Linked DNA regions of Mus musculus: all the other regions are linked to region 3. The links are chromatin contacts, called in public HiChIP or PLAC-seq maps. All regions are on one chromosome and are shown on one strand. The core of a region is the stretch at or near the end of the contact, and the rest is flanking DNA. Distances in the headings are between cores, read along the strand shown. Region 1 overlaps Gm36287 (a long non-coding RNA gene). Region 2 has its middle 4.1 kb from the start of Gm17746. Region 3 has its middle 230 kb from the start of Gm36886.

Region 1 (3,428 bases), core at 288-2,787, 540 kb after region 3:
GTAAGAATTCCGTGCCTCTTCAGTCGGCTGCCTCTTGGGTGATCTACAAAACAAGGAGCAGAAGCCTGCCTAAGCCATGCCACCTTTTTATTTTTGATAGCTACACACACACACATACATGCATACATACACACACACATATACACGTACATATATATAATCATATGAACCCTGTCTTCTCAGTTTATCCCCCAGTGGCTACACCATTAGAGAAAAGGACCCCACACACTCTGCAGCGTTAATAGTTTTCAGCTCCTTGAATAGGGTTGGGACCCCCTGGGTGCATCCTTTATCCATGGGGGAATTTCATGAAGGTATCCACAGGTGCTGTGTGTTCATGGTTGCCATGGCAATGTTTCATGACCATCTTCTCCATCCTCCAGCTCTCACATCCTAGCTACCATCCCTACCTCCCTGATTAATTCTTAACTGCACCATGGCAAGCTATGGCAAGCCATATCCCACATCCTTCACCCTCCTTCCTTACTTAGTCCCCTCACACAGACTCTAAGCAAGTACTTTTTTCCCTTGTGTTCAAATGACAAAAGAGTTAGCTTGACTGTCCCAAAACCATCTGGGTTATGACAGGCTTTAGATTCAGGACTCCTGGGACCACTGTCACATGGCTCTGCCCTTGCAGTTTAGAGTTTCTGGGGGAATCCCATGCCTTATGCATAAGCTGGGCATTCTGTCCTCGGTAAGTAGCAGGCCTGCCAGACACCAACATATAACAAGTGGGCACCCCTGGAAAGAGCCTCAGCCAACTGGGTTTGGGAATGACACCCTTCTTGGAGACGGGGGAGGGGTGGGCTGGACAAAAAAGCCCCAGGTAATGGAAATGGAAATTCTAACCAACAGCCTGCACCTGGTGTTTTTGAGCCTCCAGAGACAGCTGAAGGGAATTGTATGTGTGCCTTTGCCAGCACTGGCTCCCCAGTCATAGTCCAAGGTGGCCTGGGGGAGCTCTAGTCCACTTCACAGAATGGCCATTCCTATCCCAACCTAGGTGTTACATGATAGCACTATTTAAACCTGTTCCCGAGGTGCCTTAGAACGCACCTGGGGTCATCCCTGACCTCAGCTCAGAGCCATACAGCACTGCCCATTTCTGAGACTCCCTCATCATATCCTGTACCTCCTGCCAGACTCAGGGTTTTCTCTTGGCTCTAAAGGAGAGAAATGAACACCCTGTCTCCCCATAGGCTCCTGGGACCTAAAGGGAGACTCGGGGCCATTTGTCCAGGTTGTAGGTCACAAGAAGGCCACAGGTCCTTCTCCAGAAACCCCTATTCATCTTACTGGGATCCTGAGCAGCTGGGTCATCCCATGACAAACACGTAAGCCCAGCCCCAGACACAGACATCACAGCTTCTGCAGGTGTGACTCAAAGACTCCAGGGCCTTGCACAAGGTCACAGGGAACTAGAAGAACAGGACAGGGGTTGTCTCAAGTCCAAGCCTCTACATTCTGGCCAAGCCTTACTGCACACAAACTGCAGCTGCAGCTGTGGAGAAAGAAACCTGACCATGTGACCAAGCACTGGCTGTCCTCTAGGGCAGGGCATGAGTCTGGGCCCTGGGGAAACCCCAAGTATGAAGAAGGCAAGGTCCTTGGCCTTGAGTTACAGTCAGTGAGGCAGAGCCGACACAACTGTGTGCAAATGACTACGGTCAAGCCCTCATCTCGGTAGAGCTGGCCCCCCAGCTGCATAGACAGACTGCTAAATGTCAAGGGCCCTGCCTGACACCAGCATGAGTGGGCAGGAGGTGACTTGTGTCCATGTACAGCAAGTGTTCTAGGTTGGCCAGTCTCGCCCACACCCAGCGAGGGTCCAGAACCCATCATGGATGTAGGTGAAGTGCCTGGAGTCTCCTTGCTGACCTGGGCACATTTTGGAAGACACATACCACAAGCAGCCTGGGTAAAGCCTGTGACAGTCTGAAGGAAGGTGCTGGAGGCAGTCTTCCATAGGTAGGCCTGCACTCTGCAGGGCCTGGGTGCCAAGGCTTATCCCTAGCACCTAGGAAAGGCAGAGCAACTCTGCAAAACAGACATGCAAAACATACTCAGGCATGTTGTAGTTCTCACATCTACAGCATGTTAGCCTATGCTGATACCTCGCCTGCCTGCAAGTCTGCGTCCTCCTGGAGGAATACCTTTGTGATTGTTACAATGCATCACCAACTCTTTGGAGCTTGACCTGTGGCTGATAAGAACCAATATGCAACTGGACTCACAGCTAAGCTCAGGCAACCATCTGAGCCAAGTGGATACCTTCCTCATCCTCTTGGGATCTTGGAACTCCTCCACCATGAGAATCCTGCCTCTGTGGGTCTAGTTCAAATCATCCTGGGATGCCAAGGGCACAGCTCCCCACCGTGACACAGTGACACTGCAGTCAGGGGCAGATCCAACTGGGGCTCTGACACCACCTTACATTCTCAGGCAGACAGCCAAGAGCTGCACCCACAAAGGAAGTGGCCCATAACACAACAGCAAAGGCCAAACCAAAGCAGGAGGCTATTTTTATCTTCAGAAGGATCTGCAGCTGGGACCAAGCAGCTACAGGGCATCCTGTAGCTCTGGACTCATTTCTCCCCAATCCTTCACCAGTGCCCTGTCATCCCTTGACCTCCCCCAAGCCCTTCCCAGGGAGGTGAGAAAGTAGATCTGGTCAAAGAGACACATTCTTCATCCTGCTATCTCCAAGGGGCAAGCTAATTAGTCTCCAAATAGTCCAAATGGGTAATTGCTACCTGCATTTAAAGGCCAAACAGCCATCAAGAAGACAGTGGTGGGCCTTTTCTGAGAACTCATGCCCTCCTCTCCCCTTCACCATGACATTTGTAGATGTACATGAGTTGGGTAGCAGGTCTCTCACCAGTGTCCAGTGAAATTGAGGAACAGGACCATCTAGGGCAGCCCCACTCCTGGCTCAAACCCTTCTGCTGTGGTCATCTCCTCTTATACACAAGTATAAATTTGTGCACATATTCATACATACAATACACCAATCCATCTGTACACGTACTTCATATATGTGCACATGCCACACAGGTTAAGTATGTGTACACCTTACATGCACAGTAATCTTATGTAGGTGGCACATGCACTTGCACATGAGCACAAACATACACCTACATACATACACACATACACAAATACACACATACACACACATATACACACACATGCACACACATATGAGTTTCAAGGAGAATGCTCACCCAGGATTTTGGCAAGCTGCTAAAGAGTTCCTAGCTCTAATGTGGGGGTTTCCTAGGTAAAAAGAATGTTGTAGGCTGTAGGGAGAAAGGGAAGGAAAAGAGAGTAAAATGAGGAGGGGACTAGGGAGGGCATAGGAAGACTAACAGTAAAATGACGAGACAGGCAAAGGGTACAGGAAGTCCTGAAAAGAGACCTCATCT
Region 2 (3,699 bases), core at 856-3,355, 580 kb after region 3:
TAGGTCCCTAGAGCTACTCATCTCCCACATTAATAACTGGGGTCAGTTCCAAGAACAAGAGGATCCTGACGGGGAGTCCCTGCTTCCCCTACAACACACACATCCATCAGAATGCAGAGGAAGTGATATTTGTCTTCAGGAAATGGTCTTCCCTATCAATTCTGTGCCCCTGTCTCCTTGAGTACCAGTACCAAGCCCATATCATAGCACCGTATCCCCAATGGTACCACACTGTACTGTGTAACCAGATACCGATCATGAGAACCAGGGGATACAGCCAACCCTGGAGCAGCTGCAAACCTACACTTCATTCTGGGCTGCTGTTTTCCTCTTACCAAGAGGCATAGGGGCTAGGGAGGTGGTTCATTGGTTAAAGAGCTTGATCACAAAGCATGATGGCCAGAGGTCAGAGCCCTAGGACCCGAGTAAATGCTCTGCAGGAGTGGCAGCCTCTCTGTAATCCCAGCCTGAGAAAGTAGAGACAGAGTGTGTGTTTGTGTGTGTGTGGGGGGGGGGGGATGCTAAGGAGGGGGGCTCCAGAACATGCTGTCCAGCCAGATTCTCCATATTGGCAAGCTCGGCGTTTGATTGAGAGTCCTTGGTTTAATGAATAAAGTAGAAGAATGCTTGAGTCTGACTCCCTAAATCAACCTCAGACCTCCGAAAGCACGAACATCTGCATGCATACCCTTCTACGTGTGTCTCCACACACACATGCACTCACATACATGTAGAAACATGTATACACACATGGAGAAAGACAAGAAATTAAAACCAAAACAAGGCTTGTAGGCTGCACTGATCAGTGCCCATGTTTCAGTAGGTCTATTTTCCCTCCTTCCTTCCTTGGACATAAAATCGCCTTTGACTTTTGCAGATTTTAAGTTGGGACGATCTGTGGTATGGCCATGTATGTTTAAAACCAAACAGAAGTTTCCTTTTCCTCTGCACAGAATAAAACTCAAGGGTGTGAAAGGACCCAGGAAGCCCCCCTCACCACCAAGCCAAGCAGAATGTCCCGCTTAGGCTATACAGCAGGCAGCTTTTCTCCCTTAGAAATGGCTCAACACAGCCTTTAACCAAGTTCCCCAAGCCTGCATCTCAAAAGCATACAAACAAAACAGTATTTCTAAAGCCTAAGACGCAGGAGACGTAGCCCTGCTGCTAAACTGTGGGAGCCGAGGACATGGAGAAACTTTACCGCATTCCCGCGCACTGCTCTCCTAGGCGGTGGCTCACTCAGTTCTAGCTCTTTGCTGCTTCAGTGGACCAGATTTTCTTGATTAATAACAAAAGGTTTTGTTGGGATCAGGACTGTTTCCCACCATCGCTAGGCAAACCCGGCAACACACACCGTGTGCATTAACATTTCAAGGCGCCTCGTCCTAAGGATGACCAGAAAGGCCCCTCTGTTGGCCAAATCTACTTTGCCCCCCTTGTGACATCTGTTCTAACTTTTAAAGCAGAAGGAAGCCTAGATCATGGCAGGGTGCCCTTTGATTTACACTCCTGGCCCTTTGGACACCGGCCCCAGCCCACACCTGTAAGTTTCTCTTCCTTTCCGAACACTGAGAGAATTCAAAATTCCCATAGAATTCAAGAAGCGGTTCTGAACTCAAAAAGAAGCGGTTGTTGAGATTTTTTTTTAATAGTCTTTTTCATGGTTTCCTAATGACATTATCAACTACGTCTAAACCTCACAAAATTGGGTTTTTAAAATTTGACAACAATCTTTGAAAATGTGTGGCCTCCGATGTTACTGCACTTCAGCTCGGGTTCTTATCCACACACACCCCCAACCCCCACCGACACCAAACCCACTGCAGCTCCGATCTTACCCTCCCCCAGCCCCTCCTCACCCCACCCCAGCTAGTTTTACTTTTGGTGAACAAGAAAATCAAAGTGACCCGGCCAGGCCACTGAAATATTTATACAGACACAGAAGAAATGGGCAAGTAGCAGACCGCGAAAGAAAAGAAGAGGCCGGTGGATGTCAGGGCCCCTCCCACCATCTGTGCCGAGGCCCGGGGCTCCCTTACATTGGTCATATCCGAACAAAGCTGAAGGCAGATTCCAGCCGGCTTTCCATTCACTATTCACTGAGGGGCCCATCCCGTCCATATGCATTCAGCCCACTGCTGGGTTAAATCAGCGCCTACTCGGGGATTGACATGGTAATGAAGTCATGGTCAGATCCCTGAAAAGCCCCCCAGAGGTATGCTCCTCTCTAACAAATCCACCCTTTCACCCCATTGAGGCCTGGAAATTATCTCATAAGGTGGCAACATCTGTGCGCAGGATCCCTGACAGGAGCCTGGCCTGCTTATCCCCGAGGCTGTGCCTCCCACACTGGCTCACAAGGAGTGAGGCCAAGCCCCAGCATTCTGGTGATATTGCTCACAAGCCCCACGACCCCTCCCTCTTGCCCCTTCCCACAGCCTTTGTGTCCTCCCATGGGATCCTGGTCCTAAGTGCCAATGCTTGGCTGTTGTACATGGGGGCCTCCCCCTGCTCTTTGTCAGATGTTAAAGGTAGAAGGCAAAGCTAACTTACTTCCTATAACTTGCTAATGGAAAACTCTTATAATTACCCCAGCAAGGAAAGCCAAGCAAAAAAGGGATGGGGTTGGGGTAGCTAATGAATTTTGCTCAGACTAATGGCGTTTGCTCCACCAATAAGTAAATGTATTTGAACTCAGTTTAACTGGCACAGGTCAATAAAATGCTCCTCCAGAAAACAGTAGGGCTGCCAGGGTCCCTGGGCCAGCGCTATCTGCATCGTTGTTGCTCAATGATTTCACTTAATTTAGTTTGTCATTTATGAACTCTTGGTGGAGGAAAAATGGAGATTTCTGGGTTCCGTTTGCTCTAACTTCACCTGACTCTGCACATGGAAGGGGGAGGGGGAATAAATGTCACATGTGTTGCAAACAGCTGCCAGACCTCCCATGGAGGAGGCTACTTGGGGCGTGGGGTGGGGGTGGGGGTGAGTCAGGTTCTTTTACCGCATTCCCAGGGCACCTGAGCACTGTGGGGGGTGGGGGGGGTATCATGAGACAGTACATATTTTGTTTTGCTGGTGTTTTTAAATTACATTGATTGATTGACTGATTGAGTGTAAGGGAGTAGCACATCCCAGGGTGAACATATGGAGGTCAGAGGACGGTGTCCATCAGTACTCACCTACTCTAGGAGACCAAGGGTTGAAGTACGATAGGCAGGCTTGCAAGCAGATGTCTTAGCCCACTGAGCCACCACGATGTCTCCTCATTTGTTGTATTTCCTTATATCCAAATGCAAATGAGTGTTTGGATAAAGTGTGCTTGCCTGGGCATTCTCAGCTGGCAAGGGAATGTATAGAGTGGTTCTTCCCAAAGGGATCCAAAAAAACCGGTATAGTTTAGATCTGAGACTCTCCCGGAGGCTCCTGTATTTGGTCCTTGGCTGTTTACACTGTTTAAGGAACCATTAAGAAGTGAATCTTCCCAAAGGAAGCAAGACTGGGTAGCACAGGCCTCCATTATAGCCTGGTCCCAGTTTGGGCCTGTCTTTCTCCACTTCCTTGTTACCCTCTGTAACAAGAAGCCGCCTTATGCCCTTGCTACAGTGCCCCTCCCCTACCATACCCACCCTGAGTGACAGACTGTATCCCCTCAAACCATAAGCCAAAATAAACCATTCCTCTCTTAAGTTGCTTCTA
Region 3 (3,539 bases), core at 959-3,458:
AAAAACTCAATATATTTTAAGTGGAAGGAATATTGGGGGGTAATAACTATAGCAATGCATATTTAAATGTCTTGCAGTACAGAATAAATTTGCATGCCTGCATGTATATGCATTTCTGTGCATGTAATCTTCTCAACTACCCCAATATACTGTGACTCATCAAGACCAAAATTGATAAGATCATGTATCAGCTCCCATAGGCACTGTCCTTTTCAACAGAATGCCTGCCAAGAAACCAGGTCTTCCAGATGACCATCCAATGCCCATGGTCAGGGGTTTCCATCACTTGAAATCCTACAAAAAGAAAAATCAAACTGAAAGCAAATGTCTACTTGAACTCATTCACTAGTGTTCACTAAATTATGACAAAATTTTCTTATCAAAAATTATTACAAATGAAAATGCCATTGTTTAACTGCTAAAACCAATTCTGTATGTGTATTTCTGCGTGAGAATGTGCAGTGGAGTACAGGAGCCCAGGAGCCCAGGAAAGGGTGACAGGTTATCTTGTAGGTGGGTGTAAGCTGCCTTGATATAGGTACTAAGAATCAAATAGCAGCCCCATGATTTTAAATTTTGAACAATAGCAAACTACAAAATAACACTTTCCCCATGACTTCAATCACATAAAAATCTTTTTTAGGTGAACCAAGAACAAGCTAAAATAGAAGGGAGGGGAATAGATAGATAGATAGATAGATAGATAGATAGATAGATAGATAGATAGATAGATAGAGAGACAGAGAGAGAGAGAGAGACAGAGAGAGACAGAGAGAGAGAGAGACAGAGAGAGAGAGAGAGAGCAAGCCTGTGTATGGTGAAACAAGAAAACATTTAACCCTTAAGAGCACTGTCTGACAACACCATCCCTTTTCAGTATATAAACAAGTCCATTCAGCATTCAGTTGTAGACAAAGTCATCAAATTTACTTGGAGCTGAGCAAGGGGTTTAAAAGGCTGAGAAACAAAGGGTGAAAAACATTGGAATCAGACATCAAGTTTCAGAATATAATACAGATGGCTTCATGGTTGAAGAACAGGAGTCTCTAGAAGTAACCAGAAGCCCACCTGGTGCCTTTTACAGGCATTGAGCCAGAATCATCCTACATGTTCATCAGAGCCACACAAAATTTAGTACGAAACAGAAAAAAAAAAAAAGCCCAATCATATGTTTCCATTGACTACTTAATATATCTATTGCTCAGCCGCTGCAAACTACATGGGGCTTTAAACATGCAGAGTGTAGAAATGACTTAAGAAGATGTGAAAGTATCTGAAGGTTTCTTGTGAGATCTGGATGAGGCTATTTGCATACGACAGCCAGAGCAAAACCACAGGAAGCTATCTCCACCTCGTTCACTCTTCCTTCCTTTTGCTCCAGCCCATCCATCCTTCTTCTCTCACCACCAGGGCCCCCTCCCAGTAAACTCCAAGCCACGTGACTGTTTTCAACATCTGCTTCCTTTCTTCTCTTTCATAGAAAGCACGCATGAATAATCAGACCGCTGCTGTTAATTGTAAAAATCATTAGTAAACTTCCAGGTGCTGTTTACTATATATGCATTGTAATTTTCTATCCTAAAACCAGCAACTCCCCCGCATCATTGTCTGCCCTGGGCGTGAGCACTCTGCAGCTTGGAGGCTGTCAAAGGCGGTTGCAGCCCCACTTGCAGGGACTGAAAGGGGTCGATCCACACCTGCAGTGTTTGAGGCAATAATTCCTAATATTAACCAGACCTCATGAGGAGCGGGCCCTTTTGCCAGCCTCCTCATGATCCGACACTTACAATCCACGTGAACTCTTTGAAATAAGCTAAGATTGGCCGGCCCCCTCCCTGAGTTCATTCTTCTCTCTCCCACCATGCCGCCCTATTGTCCAAGGGCTCTGGAATGAGACTCGCGGAAGATTAGAAAGGAAACCCAGACGGCATGCCAGTCTACTGCCTATGACAGAGGGGCCTGCGTCTTTTACACCACAGAGGCGGAGCAAGCCGGTGGACCCGAGAAAGCCACAAGGAAAGGAAAGGATGGTTTCTGGAGCTGCACCTGAGAAAGATCAGAGCTCAGAGGAAGTAACTCGCCCGAAGCCACACAAACACAGCCTAATGCTTTGGTTACACAAAACACACCGCAGCTTCCATCTGTTTCCTTGAAGGCACCTGTGGTTTTCCTTCCAGCATTTCAAGAGACAAGGAAACAAAGCTTGCATTTACATTTCCCAGGTACAACCAGGCACCCCGCGCACCTGCTGCTCCCTGTGGGCTTCCACACAGTCCTAGTTAGCTTCAACTGTCAAACTGACACAGCCTGGAGTCATCTGAAAGGAGAGCAGAACCAGGCTGACCAGCGGTTGTATCTGTTGGGCATTGCCTTTAGTGTTAAATGGTGGAGGAGGGCCCAGCATACTGTGGGGGACAGCTGGTCCTGAACTATACAAGAAAGCTAAGTATGGCTGGGCGGTGGTGGGGCACGCCTTTAATCCCAGCACTTGGGAGGCAGAGGCAGGTGGATTTCTGAGTTCGAGGCCAGCCTGGTCTACAGAGTGAGTTCAGCCAAAGTACACAGAGAAACCCTGTCTCAAAAAAAAAAAAAAAAGAAAAGAAAAGAAAAGAAAAGAAAAGAAAAGAAAAGAAAAGAAAAGAAAAGAAAAGAAGAAAGAAAGAAAGAAAGAAAGAAAGAAAGAAAGAAAGAAAGAAAGAAAGAGCGATCCAGCAAGCCACAGCCCTCCATAGCTTCTGCTTCAAGTTTCTGAATGAGCCCTTACCATGACTTCCTTCAGTGGGACTGTGATATTGAAATGTACACAAAATGAACAATTGCTTCTCTAAACCACTTTTGGTTATGGTGTTGCAACAACACAATAGAAATCAAGCAGGTGCTTACTCCGTTCCTGTAGGAGAAGCACTGACAACTTTCTGGGTCCTGTGAAGGAATGCACCTGGGTCCCCAAAGGCTACTCTTTGACCTAGAATGTGCTGCATTTTGTGAGTTTACACCATGGTCAGTTCCTACTGCTAGCTTGTCACTCGCTCATACACCTATGTCAAGGCTTCTTGACATGCCTTGAGAAAGACAGCTTTGAATACATGAGTGAATGAATTAAAACCTACCAAAATGATTTCTATTACCTATACCTCTCATAAATGTTAGCCCTAAGAAGTTCAACACCAAAGTTCAATGGCAACAGTGTGTTAGTCACTTTTCTGCTGCTGTGGTGAAACACTGTGATCAAGGCAACTTATAGAAGAAAGAGTTTATTTAGGCTCATGGTTCCAGGGGGTTTGAGTTCATAATGTTGGGGACAGAATGAAGGAGGTGGAAGGCACGGTGGCTTGAGTGACAAGCTGAGGGCACATGTCTTGTAACATAAGCAGTAAGCATAGATAATGACTGGAAATGACATGAGGCTTTAATCTCAAAGCCCACCTCCTGTGACATACTCCCTCTATTAAAGCACATGTCCTAAACCTTCCCAGACAGCTGCACCTTCTGGGAACCAAATGTTCAAACGAACAAGATGATGGGGGACATTCCTCACT

The links. HiChIP or PLAC-seq counts read pairs in DNA pulled down with a chosen protein or histone mark.
Region 1: an H3K27ac HiChIP or PLAC-seq map of large pre-B cells shows a contact between it and region 3, with 6 times the contacts expected there. The contact joins two enhancer-like sites.
Region 2: a contact with region 3 is called in an H3K27ac HiChIP or PLAC-seq map of differentiating embryonic stem cells, with 4 times the contacts expected there. The contact joins two enhancer-like sites. A contact is called at or near these places in 2 of 115 datasets of contacts at active chromatin or transcription factors (differentiating embryonic stem cells and embryonic stem cells).

Annotation. Positions count from the first base shown.
Region 1 is chr12:25,163,975-25,167,402 of GRCm38.p6, reverse strand. Gm36287 (a long non-coding RNA gene) reads right to left here. Exons shown (of 9, transcript XR_003950180.1): 5 at 1-43. Among named protein-coding and RNA genes, the nearest start is that of Gm36496, 25 kb to the left of the region's middle. Within about 2 kb of position 1,537, at least 121 of the 459 cell types and tissues checked have an H3K27ac peak or open chromatin away from gene starts, as enhancers often do.
Region 2 is chr12:25,123,212-25,126,910 of GRCm38.p6, reverse strand. No RefSeq gene overlaps it. Among named protein-coding and RNA genes, the nearest start is that of Gm17746, 4.1 kb to the left of the region's middle. Within about 2 kb of position 2,105, at least 59 of the 459 cell types and tissues checked have an H3K27ac peak or open chromatin away from gene starts, as enhancers often do. A contact at or near this core is called in differentiating embryonic stem cells, where this site is marked.
Region 3 is chr12:25,701,085-25,704,623 of GRCm38.p6, reverse strand. No RefSeq gene overlaps it. Among named protein-coding and RNA genes, the nearest start is that of Gm36886, 230 kb to the right of the region's middle. Within about 2 kb of position 2,208, at least 32 of the 459 cell types and tissues checked have an H3K27ac peak or open chromatin away from gene starts, as enhancers often do. A contact at or near this core is called in differentiating embryonic stem cells, where this site is marked.